Regions from separate parts of the Mus musculus genome. Here regions 1 and 3 are each linked to region 2. The links are chromatin contacts, called in public promoter capture Hi-C maps. All regions are on one chromosome and are shown on one strand. The core of a region is the stretch at or near the end of the contact, and the rest is flanking DNA. Distances in the headings are between cores, read along the strand shown.

What was found. Promoter capture Hi-C pulls out the DNA fragments that hold promoters and counts their contacts.
Region 1: a contact with region 2 is called in a promoter capture Hi-C map of stem cell-derived epiblast-like cells, with 2.4 times the contacts expected there. The contact joins the promoter of Baiap2l1 here to the promoter of Fam220a in region 2. A contact is called at or near these places in 2 of 39 promoter capture datasets (pre-B cells and stem cell-derived epiblast-like cells) and 1 of 115 datasets of contacts at active chromatin or transcription factors (pancreatic cancer cells).
Region 3: a contact with region 2 is called in a promoter capture Hi-C map of liver, with 3 times the contacts expected there. The contact joins the promoter of Lmtk2 here to the promoter of Fam220a in region 2. A contact is called at or near these places in 4 of 39 promoter capture datasets (erythroid cells, liver, pre-B cells and 1 more), 1 of 484 Hi-C or Micro-C datasets (CD4 T cells) and 1 of 115 datasets of contacts at active chromatin or transcription factors (pancreatic cancer cells).

What each region holds. Positions count from the first base shown.
Region 1 is chr5:144,356,165-144,360,465 of GRCm38.p6, forward strand. It overlaps Baiap2l1 (BAI1-associated protein 2-like 1), which reads right to left and starts at 1,948. Exons shown (of 14, transcript NM_025833.3): 1 at 1,627-1,948. The coding sequence starts at 1,677. It overlaps Dmrt1i (Dmrt1 interacting ncRNA), which reads left to right and starts at 1,759. Exons shown (of 2, transcript NR_102374.1): 1 at 1,759-1,880; 2 at 4,289-4,301.
Region 2 is chr5:143,546,512-143,550,767 of GRCm38.p6, forward strand. Fam220a (family with sequence similarity 220, member A) reads left to right here and starts at 2,209. Exons shown (of 2, transcript NM_133703.5): 1 at 2,209-2,623.
Region 3 is chr5:144,097,546-144,101,690 of GRCm38.p6, forward strand. Lmtk2 (lemur tyrosine kinase 2) reads left to right here and starts at 2,816. Exons shown (of 14, transcript NM_001081109.2): 1 at 2,816-3,231. The coding sequence starts at 3,129.

The DNA of each region.
Region 1 (4,301 bases), core at 698-3,197, 810 kb after region 2:
CCTGTGTTTTCCACTGCAGCAGATGCTCGGATTCCACGCACAGACTACAATAAATAACCCACATTCCTCAGTTATGGTTTTTCCTTGACTGAGTATTCATCTGAGTATCTTGTCTCCCCCACGCTAGGGCATTTTACTTCCATACTCTGTCGACACCCCACACCCCAGTTCTACCGGCTTCACATCATTTAAGTCTGAACAATGCCAATCCAAATACAAGGCTTTAAACATTCAAATTTCTGGCATTTCTAAAAATTATCATTTAATTAAGGAAGCACACTAATAGGAACAGGTTTTGGTCACAGTTGTGAACCTTCAAAATCATAATAATACAGTCTACTTTGTCTATCTAGAATAAATGTTATAGTGCACACATGGAGGGGTGGATATGATTTGGAGCCACAATGAATTCTGAAAATATTTTCATGCTGCTTTAAAATGATTTTCCAGCAACTCAATAAATTCTGATTTCAGGAACTAAGACCTTGCAAATCTAGAAACTCAATTTTAGGGGTGAAAAAAAAAAAACTAGAGAAATGACCAAAGAGTGGGTGAAAAAAGAATCTAGAGAAATGACCAAAGAGTGGGTTTTAATCATGACTACAAGTAAATTTAGAGAACTTTAAATCTCAGGGGTTCAGTGGACCTAAGTGGAATTAAAACAAAAGTTGTTTTGTATTCTATTAATAGCAGATGATTAAACGGATATCTCATTTCAAATGGAATTCATTTATAAGTACTTAAACTTACTAAACTGGCCACTAATCCCATGTCTGTTTCTGGAAAAATTCTCTCACATAACATGCCAGTTAAGCGACCAATCACCACACGTTCTGTCAGCTTAAGTCAATTCTTATTAAAATCTCAGTGCTCTCTGACTCCAATAACCTCCCCAAATCATGAACGTAGAAACAGTCCAACTGCGGGCGAACATGCTCATAATAATTGTATATAGATGTATAAAACTGTCAAAACGCTAAACAAAAAGTAATCAAAAGCCAAATCGAACTTAAAAGCTACTGTATGAAAGAGTCCAAGAGGGCGAAGGCGTTTCAAGTCTTCCCAGGAGCAGATTCCCTGGCAGCCTAGAAAATTCCCTGAGCCGAGGGAGCCAGGCTCACCTGGCGATGGATTCCTAATTACGGAGGAGTTTCTCCCCTACATTCTTTCTTTTCTCCGAGGAAACTCGAGCTTGTCTCTTTTCTCTCTCTCTTTTGGATCTGGGGAGGGGTTAGCCCCAGCGGTCAGACCAGCGCAGTCACTGACCACAAAGAGAAGTTGGGGGAGGATAAGAACCTCTCGGGGACCCCGCGGATTGTCGTCCACGTCTCCAATCCCCTTCCCCCAACACGGGAAATGTGGGGTCCCTGGGAGTCTCCAAGGGTCCAAGGGGGAAGGGGAGGCCCTTATCATGTAAAGTCCCCACTTTATCTCAAAAGCGAAAAAGAATCTCGACCGACCCCGCTGGCGACAATGGTCAGCTGCTTGTCCGGGCTCACGTTCCTGGCCTCGAACCCTGGAGTTCCCAAGTCTCCGGGCCTCCCAGCCTCCGCCCTCAGCCTGGAACCACAGAGTCCCGGATCCCCCCGGTCTCCCGTCTCGAGCTCCGCAAAGTCCCACACTTACCCGGTACGTGTTCTCCGTGAGCCGGTTCACCTCCTCCGGCCCCCGAGACATGGCTGCAGCCTCCGGGAGGGCGAGCGCGGGAGGACGCGGCGGGGCCTCGTGGCCGCCGGGCGGCGGGAGCGCCTAGGACTTGAGACTGAGTGGTCCTTGAGAGTCGGCCGCCGCCACAGCTGTCAGCGGGAGAGAGTCAGTGCGCGTCTCTGCTGCCAAAATGTCAAAACTTTGCGGCGCTTCGGTCTGTAAGGAGCTGCGAGGTAGACGTAGCCTGCCAAGGCTGGGACGAGCAAAGGGACGGGCAGCCCCACCTGAGGCGGGCGGAGTGGGCGGGGCCGTACGGCCAGAGGGCGGGGCAGCCCCACCTGAGGTGGGCGGGGCCTAGGCTGAGTACTCTAGAGTGGGCGGGGCGGCCTCGCGCGGAGACAGCCTGGTGGGAGGGTCGATCTTTTGGGGCAACCGGGGGAACCTGGAAGAGACTTGTTGCGCTAGGTGGGCGTGGCCTAGGGGCTTGCTAAGCGGAGCAGAAGCCCGGCCAGCGCGCCGGACTGATTGGCCCCAGCTGAGACGTGGAGCGGGGGTGGGGTCTGAGAGGCCAACAAGAGGGAGAAGCCAAGGGGAGGGGACGCGCCCTTACTCCCCCCACCTGAAATGGACTGATGGGCGTGGCCTAGATGGCGGATGGGCGTGGCCGAAACAAGAAGGGACGGAGTGAACGAAGTCGCCCTAGCTGTGTCCGCCAGAGTGGCACCGCAGAGTTGAGCCGGTGGGCGCGGTCTAGCAGACCGATGGGCGGTGCTGAAGCGAGGATGGCGTGGTTTAGACAGCCCCAGCTGAGGCAGGCAAGGGAATGGGAGAGTCTTCCTCGTGTGGGCGTGGCTGAGCAGCCTGGTGGGCGAGGCTGGAGCAGTACAAGGCGAGGTGGCTGGACCCAGTGGACCAGGCCATCTCGCCTAAGGCTTGGCAGTGGAGGTAATACCTCTGTTCGCCCTCTCCCGGCCCTCCCAGAGTTCCAGCCAAGCCCCTACACTGTGGTGTCTTTTAGAACAGGACCTGGACCTTTGGGCTTCTAGGTCTTTGGTCTAGTGTCCGCCACAAGGTGCTGGCTCTGAAAGCTCGAGGCTCACATCCTCCGCAGGTGAATCCTCTAAGCTCTCTGCCTTTGAGTAACTTCCACATACCTCCTACGAATCGGTTTCCCTGATTGAAGGTCCACGGGGCATGGTTTCTCATGGATGGAGCCACCCACAATTTTGAAAGTTCCGGGGTGCCAAAAAAAGTAACTAACGCCAAGATCTGATTACTGGAATAACAGAACATTAAGAATAAGTTTAAAATCCCATGCTTTACAACTATGTAAATCACAAGACTGTCTAAAAATTTCCTCTGTGTGTGTGTGTGTGTGTGTGTGTGTTACAAGAAGTCAACCTTGGGCGTCATTCCTCAGCCGATATCTACTATATATATCTTGGAGACAGAGTCTCTTACTGAAGTAGCTAAAAAGGATAGACTGATGGCTATCAAGTCTCCACAAGCCCCATGAATCCACCTGTCTCCCAAATTCCCAGCACTGGGAGTACAAGAGCATATCTACTGTATGTAGCTTTTCACATGGGTTCCGCAGATGGAACCCAGGTCCCAATGTTCGCACCACAGGCACTTTACAAACTGACCCATTTCCTCAGCCCCCAGGTCGGCTGAGGCGTCTAGGATGTCTGTGCTTTCTTTCATCTTGTAGAGGCCATGTAGGTGTGTGGCTCCTGGCACATTATTTAAAACTTTTATTTTATGTGTAAGCTACTTGGACTGCATGTATGTCATCTGTGACTGATACATATATATGTACATGCCTGGTGCATATGTCAGAGGTCAGAAGAGGGCTTCAGATTCCCTGAAACTTGGGTTGCAGAAGGTTGTGACCATCATGTGGGTACTGGGAAACAAACCTAGGTCCTCTGGAAGAACAGCCAGTGTTCTTAACTACTGAGCTGTCTCCCTAGTCCTTCCTGGTGCTTCCTGTTGTCTACCCAGTCACACCCAACCCAGCTCTGAACATGTCCTAGAGTACACACCTAGGACTGAGGTGACCCAGACTCCAGGGCCACAGCAACCTTCTCCTAGCAGAAAACACACTCAGCGCTTGAGACTTGAACTCAGCCGGAGTGGGCAAGGCTTTATTTTTAAAAGCTGTCCAGGTACGATTGCTTTGTTTATGAGCTTGGAGGATACGAAGCTTCTAAACTGCTCCAGGATAAAGTTCACTGGGAAATACACACAAAGAAAGCACTGTGTGCCCCAGATGGAAACACTGAAAGTATGGGATGACTCTGGACTTAGAACAGACACAAGCACTTGGACTCTGGGGCAGTCTTATCACGTTTTGCAGGCTATAAAACATATCTGGCTTGGGAAGCAAATGGTGGTTGGTGTGGGTTGCATGGTGGAGGGAATAACACCTCAGCCCTATGTTGGAGGCAGTGGGAGACGCTCCCCATGTCTTTAAAGGATCTTTAGGAGCTGGCTCAGAAAATGTGCCAACTGGGGTTCACTTGTCATATGCGGGGTGGTAAGCAGGACTCTATAATTACTACCATTACATATTAGGGTTCACCAAGGGTGTCTTCTGGCTTTTATTTGAACTTGAAAACTCCTTGTCTTTCCTTGGCAGATCCCCTTTTTGT
Region 2 (4,256 bases), core at 959-3,458:
CAATCCTCCTGCCTCAGCTGCCCAAATCCTGCGATTACAGGTGTGAACCACCATATCCTAAGCTTTAGAAAAAGTTGTTGACCCACTTCTTGGATCATGTGGGTCCATTCTCTCCTCCTGCATCATTCTCTTCAGGTTAACTAAATGAGCATGAAAAAAAAAAAAAAACAACTTTCATAGTGCAGGAGAGATAGCTCAGCAGTTAAGAATGCTTACTGCTCTTACAGAGGACCTTGGTTCAGTTCCCAGCACCCATATAGTGACTTACAACTATTTGTAACTACAGTTACAGGGGGTCTACATGAAGGCTAAAGAAACTCTAGTTTCTGTATAAGCAAGCTGTATCAAGCCAGAAATGCAGATAGTCATATCATAGCAAGTAGATAGTCACGGCCATACATTTTGGGTGGGGGCCACTGAGTTAAGGTTACTGGGAACTTATCTTCCAGGGGCTGGAATCAGAGACAAACAGCTTAGCGTGTAGCAAGATGGGTACCTGGCATAAAATGGAGTTCTTATAGAACCCAGGACTACCAGCCCAGGGATGGCACCACCCACAAGGGGACCTCCCCCCCCTCCTTGATCACTAATTGGGAAAATGCCCCACAGCTGGAACTTATGGAGGCATTTCCCCAACTGAAGCTCCTTTCTCTGAGATAACTCCACCTTGTGTCAAGTTGACACACAAAACCAGCCAGTACAAAAGTCACATTTTATTTAGTTTATGTGTTTGTGTGTGTGTATACATGCATGTAACACAGCAGGCTGGAGGAGATGGGAAGATGTGTTTTTTGATTTCTACTGCTGTGCTAAACACTATTACCAAAAACAAGGTGGGGAGAAAAGAATTTATTTGCCTTTGCCTTATATTTCTTTTCTTTTCTTAACAGGGTTTCTCTGTGTAGCTTTGGCTGTTCTGGATCTCAGTCTAAAAACTGGACTGACCTCGAACTCACAGAGATCTGCCTGCCTCTGTCTACTGAGTACTGGGGTTAAAAGCATGCACCATCACCACCACGGACCACCAGGTTTACCTTGTTTTCTTACATGTGTGAGTCGTAGAGTGGGGTTGCTGCGTTGCGTCCTGGCGCCCTCTAATGGTGAAGCTGAGGATAACAGGGAACGTGGCGTGGCAGCGCTAACCTGTTGCTATTCCAGTTTCAGGAGGCTGCTGCTGAGTTGATATCACCCTTTATGGCCTGGACCCTCTCACACCCATCACCAAACAAGAAGATGCCGTACAGAATCGCTTACAGGTCAACCTGATGGAGGCAGTTTTTCAATTGAGGTTCCTTTTTCCAGCATAACTCTAGGAATTAGATAACTCTAGACGAGGTTCTCAGCCTTCCAATGCGCGACCCCCTTAATACAGTTCTTCGTGTGGTGACCACCAACCATAAAATTATTTCACAACGACTTTATAACTTTAGTTTTGCTAATTTTACGAATCGTAATGTAAATATCTGATATACAGGTGGTCTTAGGCTAACCACTGTGAAAGGATCGTTCGGTCTCCAGAGAGGTCGCGACCCACTGGTTGAGAACTGCTGGTCTATCTTGTGTCACGTTAACAAAAATAAATGAGCAGCATAGAAGGCAACACCCTAGAGTCACTTGTGTTCTTCCACCATGAGGGTCTCAGGAATTGAACTCAGATCCTCTGGAGCAATGGGAAGTGCATTTTACCTACTTCACCATTTTGCTGGTCTCACTGTAACCATTTTTAGGAATATGTGTGTTATAAAGTACCTGTGGCCATACCCAGGCATCATCTCTTTTCTGTTATATTTTAAAGATTGATTTTTATTTGGATGTGGTGTGTGTGCGAATGAGTGCAGATGCCCAGGAAGGTCAGATATTGGCTCTCCTGGAGCCAGCTACAGGTGGATTTTGAGCCACCTAGTGTGGGTACGGGAAACTGAACTGAGGGTCCTCTGGAGGAGCAGCCAGCCTTGAGTTCATGTTTTTCCTGCTTCAGTCTCTTGAGTGCTGGAATATTAACAGGCTAGCGCCACCACGCCACTTTCCCTGTGTCGTTATTCTCAACTCTTCACCATTAGAGGACGCCAGATGCAACGCAGCCAACCCTAGTCTCCAACTCATGCGCACTTCACTTGCAGGAAAGCCGCCCGAGGGGCGGGGCGGCCCGGGGCGGGGCGGGAGGCGGAGTCTGCTGCCTGCGCAGGCGCGGGCCGGCTTTGTGACGTCAGGCCGCGCGGCCCGGCCGGGAATCCAGGTGGTAGCTGGTGGAGTCGCCTCCGGAGAGTGACGCGCAGACTCGGCTCCCCCGCGGCCCGCCCTCCTGCCGGCCTCGCCGCGGTCTCCCTTGCTCCCTGAGATCGCTGAGCGCTGAGCAGCGGCCCGGGAGAGGAGGCCTTGGGCGACGGGGCGCGGAGAGGGAGGGCGGGCGGGCAGTGGGGGCGCCGCGGATCTCTATATGGCGACGGCTCTGTCGGGTCTGGCTGTCCGGCTGTCGCGCTCGGCCGCCGCCCGCTCCTATGGGGTCTTCTGCAAGGGGCTGACCCGCACGCTGCTCATCTTCTTTGACTTGGCTTGGCGGCTGCGCATCAACTTTCCTTACCTCTACATCGTGGCTTCCATGATGCTCAACGTGCGCCTGCAGGTAGGTGAGCCGCGCCCTCCGCATCCCTGCCCACCTGGCTCGGCGGGATGCAGGTGCTAAGGGGCTCATGCTATCAGCCTGAGGCTGAGTGTGAACCAAACACCGCGTCCCTCCCACCCCCGTTACCCTACTCTGCATAGAGGATGCTTCAGAAGGTAGGTTCCCACATCTGGGGGTGGGGTCCAAGGAAAGATGACAGGAAGGTCCCTTAGGACGCTTTGTCCTCAAAAATGACAAATTGTTGGCGATCCTGTAGCTGCGAGTTCCTTTGTGAATTCTGGTTCCCCAAACTTTGTGACGGTATATTATATTATCCTTGTACTGTAGGTTGAAAGTTAATGGTGTCTTGACCAATGTTTTCGGTATCTTCTGACCAGGGATTAGAAATGGCGATAGGGATGAAGATGAGAGAGAAAGAGGGAAAACAGATTTAGAGGCCTGCAACAGTTTAGACGTGGACTAACAGCATGCCTGCATCAGCATTCTGGAGGCCTCATTTGCTGAAAATGACTGACATTTCTCTATCTTGAATTTACAAAATGCTTTTTTTTCTAGCGGAGAGGTCTTACGGACCTGAGTGTTCTGTCTCAAAATGTAAGAAAGGCTGCATAGTGAACTTGGATTCTGTTTACACACCTTGGAGTGTCACAGGCTGTGTTGGAAGGAAGGACTTGGCTCCACCCCTGGGAAGCATGTAATCTGACAGAGGTTTTTTGTTGTTGTTTTTGTTTTGTTTTTGGTTTTTTGTGGTTCTGGAAATGAACCCGGTGGGTGCATTGGTTTGCCAGCCCTAACCCCAGCCTTACTGTGCTTATGTTGTTCCCTGGTGTGCAGAGGCGCCAGTTCAGTATAGTGCTACCTAGTTTTTCTGCAGTTGGGTCAAGTTGGAGTGTAATGGACTTGGTGTGTGTAAATGGTCCATGACACAGACCACATGAAATCGGAAGCCAAATATGTTGATCAAAATTGGTTAAAAGGAGTTAAGAAAAACCAAATTTGAGGTCCATATCAGAATCTCTTTACTTTTTTGGGGGGGGGGTGGGGAGGTGTTGTGTGTGTACCACCCTGGTTATGAGGTGCTGCCGGGATCAACTCGGGACTTTGTGAATGTTAGACAAGCATGAGCAGGGCTTGTAGCATCTTAAGTGATATCAGGCCATGGGGCAGAACCGTCAAGCCTTTACAGCAGGTGCCACAAATGAGTGGAGTGCTGGGTGTGGGAAGTGAGATCAACCAGAAAGCCTGTGTTCCTGCCAATTACCTACCTGTAGAAACATGGCTCCAGTGTCTCTGCCAGATCTGGTAACCACCTCCGAGAGAAATCAGACTTGAGAAATCAGACTTCCTGATTTGTGAACATCAAGTTAGCTCAGAGTTTTCAAAAAGGAAACAAAACAAAACAAAAAACAAAAACAAAAACAAAAAACCTTTGGTGATGAAGCAAAAGTTGTCTGCAGTCTGTGTTGGACCCATCCAGTCCCACTTTGGAATCTGGTGTCCAGTTTTACATATGATTTGTATTTGGCTAGAAAATTACATGAGGGCTGCAGAGATGGCTCAGTGGTTAAGAGCATTGACTGCTCTTTTGAAGGTCATGAGTTCAAATCCCAGCAACCACATGGTAGCTCACAAC
Region 3 (4,145 bases), core at 1,566-4,065, 550 kb after region 2:
GTCATCTTTTGCTCTGTACTGAGTTCACAGCCAGCCTACGACAACATGAGACTCTGTCTCAAAAAGAAAGAGAAGAAGGAGGGAGAGGAAGAGCAAGAGGTGGGAGAGAGGGGCTCAGCAATTAAGAGCACTTGTCACTCCTACAGAGGACTGGGGTTCAGTTCCCAGAACCCATTTGGAGCCCTCACAACTGCCTGTAACTCTGGCTCCTGAGGATTAAATACCCTTTTCCAGTCTCCAATGGCACAGTTCAAACACAGATACAGCCATACAAGCAGGCAAAAGAAAACAAAACAAAATTCACAAAACAATCTTCTTTTCTCTTTCTTTTTTTCCTTCATTAGAAAGAATGGCTATGTTTAACTACTGGCCCACAAAATTCCTAACGATTTTACCAATGGCTTTCCTCAGGACCCTCCTGGATGCCCCATATGATGAGAGTTGAGCTCACAGGGCACCACCTCTTCATAGCTGCAACTCATCCTGTGCGAAACATATCCTTCGGCGTGCAAGCCGCTAGCAGGGCTGGCTGGCAGAACACACAATGCCAGGAGGTCGGGTGTTCTGAACGGTGGCTTGGCACTGAGGAGAACCTGGAGAAGGCTGCAGACAAGTGCAAACCGGGACAGAACCACTGACTTATAATTGATTCCGAGCCCAGGGAAATCTCAGTTTAACTTATGCTAAAAGCTGACTTCTTCTTTTTTTGTTTTTTTTGTTTTTTTGTTTTTTTGTTTTTTTTTGTTTCCTGACTCTGAGGTGAAACCTCACCAACCCAGCAAGTCTTTGTTTGTCTTGCAGATTCTCTAACTAGGAGTCTCTGAGACAAGTGCGGGGCAAAGGTAGAGGCGGTGCGGTGGGGGCTGGGGTAAAGGTTTCCATTAGACAGCCTCTGAGGAATGTGTACCTTACCCCGTGCTCCACGGGAGGGGGAAAACAGTTGTGTGTTTGTGTGTGTTTCAACTGTGGGGCTTGCTCACATAATAACAAGACCTGCTTTGTGATCGCAGAATGCCTCGTTGTTGGGGTGCATCTTAATTATGATTAATTACCAGGAGGATTATGAGGAAGGGCTTTCACTGAGCCAGCTCTGCTCCTCACAGAGCCTCTTGTCAGGTTGGAGCATGAATTCCCGGCTTCCTTGGATGCAGTGGGTAGAGCTTCCGGATGGAAGTCAACGCACAGCGGGGCAATTGTACCTCCTCTCTAGACCTTTGCCTTCCTTCCCCTCTGCCCAGAAAGATCAGCAGGAAGAGGCCGAGTTGAGCTCAAGTGTCACAGGCCGGCTACTGCTTTCCTCAGGTTTTTAGTGTGGCTTGCCTCGATCAACACCAGACATATTCCCTAGACATCCTGTGCCCCGGGCTGAGTCAGTTAGCACCACGGACAGCTAAGTGTTTACAATGGGTTTTTGGAGGGAGTTTGGAAACCAGGTGAAGCTCTGGGCTTGCAAGTTGCTAAAGTTCCACCTGATAAGATGCAAGGCAGCTCTTCAGGTGTTTTTATTCACAAATTGGACTCCCAGAGTCAGCAAAGGTGGTCTCCCCAACCCCAAGGAAGGGGCTCAGAGCTGTGTTACAGTCAAACACTTTCTCCCTTTCTATTATGTGTGCATGGATGTATGTGTTGTGTGCATGGATGTATGTGTTGTGTGCATGGATGTATGTGTTGCTTGTGTTTGCATGTGATTTGTTTATGTGTGTGCATTTTCTCCACCTGTCCCTGTGTATGTATGTGTGTGTGTGTGTGTGTGTGTGTGTGTGTGTGAAGGCCAGAAGAGTGTCTTTCCTCGGGGTCAGGGTCCACTTTTTGTTTTTGAGGCAGGGTCTCTTATTGGCCCGAAACTTACCTAGCAAGTTTGTCTGGCTTGTCAGCGAGTCCTACGAGCCATCTTTTTTTCTGCCTCTTCAGCAAGCATTGTCCACTAAGGTTAGATTTTCTTTATGTGGATTTCTTGGGGATCAAATTCAGGCCCTCAAGCTTGCAAGGCAAGCAATCTCTTCATTGCATTTGAGACATCTTCTACCTCACCTGGAAGTTGCTCCCTCCTCACACCCATCACCAACACCTAGCACAGTTCCAGTAGAGAACACCCAGGAGGAGCTCCAAGGTGACTCAAGACAGGGCTGCTGTCCTCAAGGGGTTTACAGTCACAGGAACAATAAAACATGACAGTCGGCCCAGGGCTGGGCTAGGTCGGGGCTGTGGATGCTCAGTTATTTGTGGGATTGGGGTGAAGCCATCGATGAAGTCATACATATTCCAGGTGTGTCTTGACGAATGAAAGGATGCGCATCTGCCAGGTGAACAAGAGGGGGCAGGAAGGGCTGGCTGTCTTGGCAGAGGAGCTGGCTTGAGCTCACTGCTACGTCAGTAAGTGAAGTCAGAAACATTCTGTGCTTGATCAATTAAAATTTTTAAAAATTTCAACGTTTCCTCAAGAGCTTATCTGATATGAGGGTCAGCCTAAGAAGAAGAGGCTAAGAAAGTTCTGATAAGTGAAAATGAAGAAAGTAAAACCGGGGATAAAATACCGAGAACCATGTTGGTAAAAATTAGAAAAGAAAAATAAAAAGTAGGAGAAAGAGAGACAAAAGTCCCAGATTAAATTATGTGGGTTATTATGGACTTCTTTATATCTTCCTAAAATAATTGTCGATGTTACCTGCTGCCCACGCCTCATTCCTCTGTCTGCAGGGGGCGCACCGATCGCCACCTTGCCGCCTATGGCTGAGAGGGTGGGGCTCCCGGAGTCAGTATGGATTGACGATTGGCTGGTCCAGGTGTCGGTCCCGGCATCCCGCCTCAGCTCTACGTCACATGACGCAGCCCATCATGGCGGCGGGAGCGCGGCTGCCTGGGCCCGCGGCTCCGCAGGCTGGGCGCCGTTGCTGCTGTTGAGGGGCGGCGGCGGCGGCGGTGGCGGCGCTGACGGGCGGGAAGGATGATGCTGGCTCCGAGGCCAGAGCGGCGGATGCAGACCAGGAACAAGGTTGACGTTTGGCTAAAGAGACGTGTGTCCCGAAGCAGCCGGCGCCGGTGTCGCTGAGGCGGCGCGGAGGGCTGACCGACTGACTGAAGGCGGCGACCCGAGAGCCGGCCCCGTGGGGGACCGCGCGGTGGACGAGATGCCGGGGCCGCCGGCGTCGCCGCCGCCGCCGATGCTCCTGCTGCTCCTGCTCCTGACGGTCGGCTGTGCCCGGGCCGCGCCACTTCCGCAAACAGGTGCAGGTGAGCGGAGCCCGGGGGCTGCGGGGCCGCTGCGTCTTGCGGGGCGGCGGCGAGGGCGGCGGGCTTGCGGGGTTGGGCCACCTCTGCGGCGGATCGGAGGCCTGCCGAGGGCAGGAGGCCGCGGGATGCCCGCGATCTCAGGGAGATTTCTTGCCGCAGGGGCGTGGGATGGGGGGCGGGGGCGCGGCGACACGGTGGGGGTTGGGGAAGACGGCGGGGCGAGGTGGCAGCGATGGGTTCCCCTACCTCCCGGGGGACTCTTTTTCCCGGACTCTTAAACTTGTTGCCCTAAAGGTACCTCCAGCTTCTGTCCTCGACACTTCCTTTTTTTTTTTTTTCTTCTTCCAGATGTCACCTGCCTCTGGTGGCTTTTCTCCCGTCTTATTATAAGAACCGTTTCTTATTTCTCGTCATTCCTTAAATGAAACCAATGACTCGCGGAAGCTGTGCAGTTTCCTTGGCTCACCGAAACTTGTTCTAAAGTTGTAAATTGATTTTAGATGCTGTGGTTGTTGGGCTATTGGTTTATTTATCTGTTTATTTATTTATTTTTTCGGAATGAGTCGCTGGGGATGAGAAAGGAACAAACGATACATAATTTTGTTTTAGGAAGCTAGTGACTGGAGTAGCATAGCAGCTTTTGCGTATCCACTGACAAATTGGCCTGAGGGTAATTGAACTATTTCAGCGAGTGATTCTCTTTTCAAGCTCTCAGCCCTTCTGTATTTTCTGCATATAGTTTTGATTTGGAGTTTATAAATAAAACTTCAGCCAAAGAAACCATCTCAGAAATTTTAAGAAAAAAAAACAAATCTAGGCTAACTTTCCATCATTACGGCTTTCTTTCTTTCTTTCTTTTTTTTTTTCAACGAAGGGGGAGGTATTGACATTTCAAAGAACTTTAGAGGTTGGAA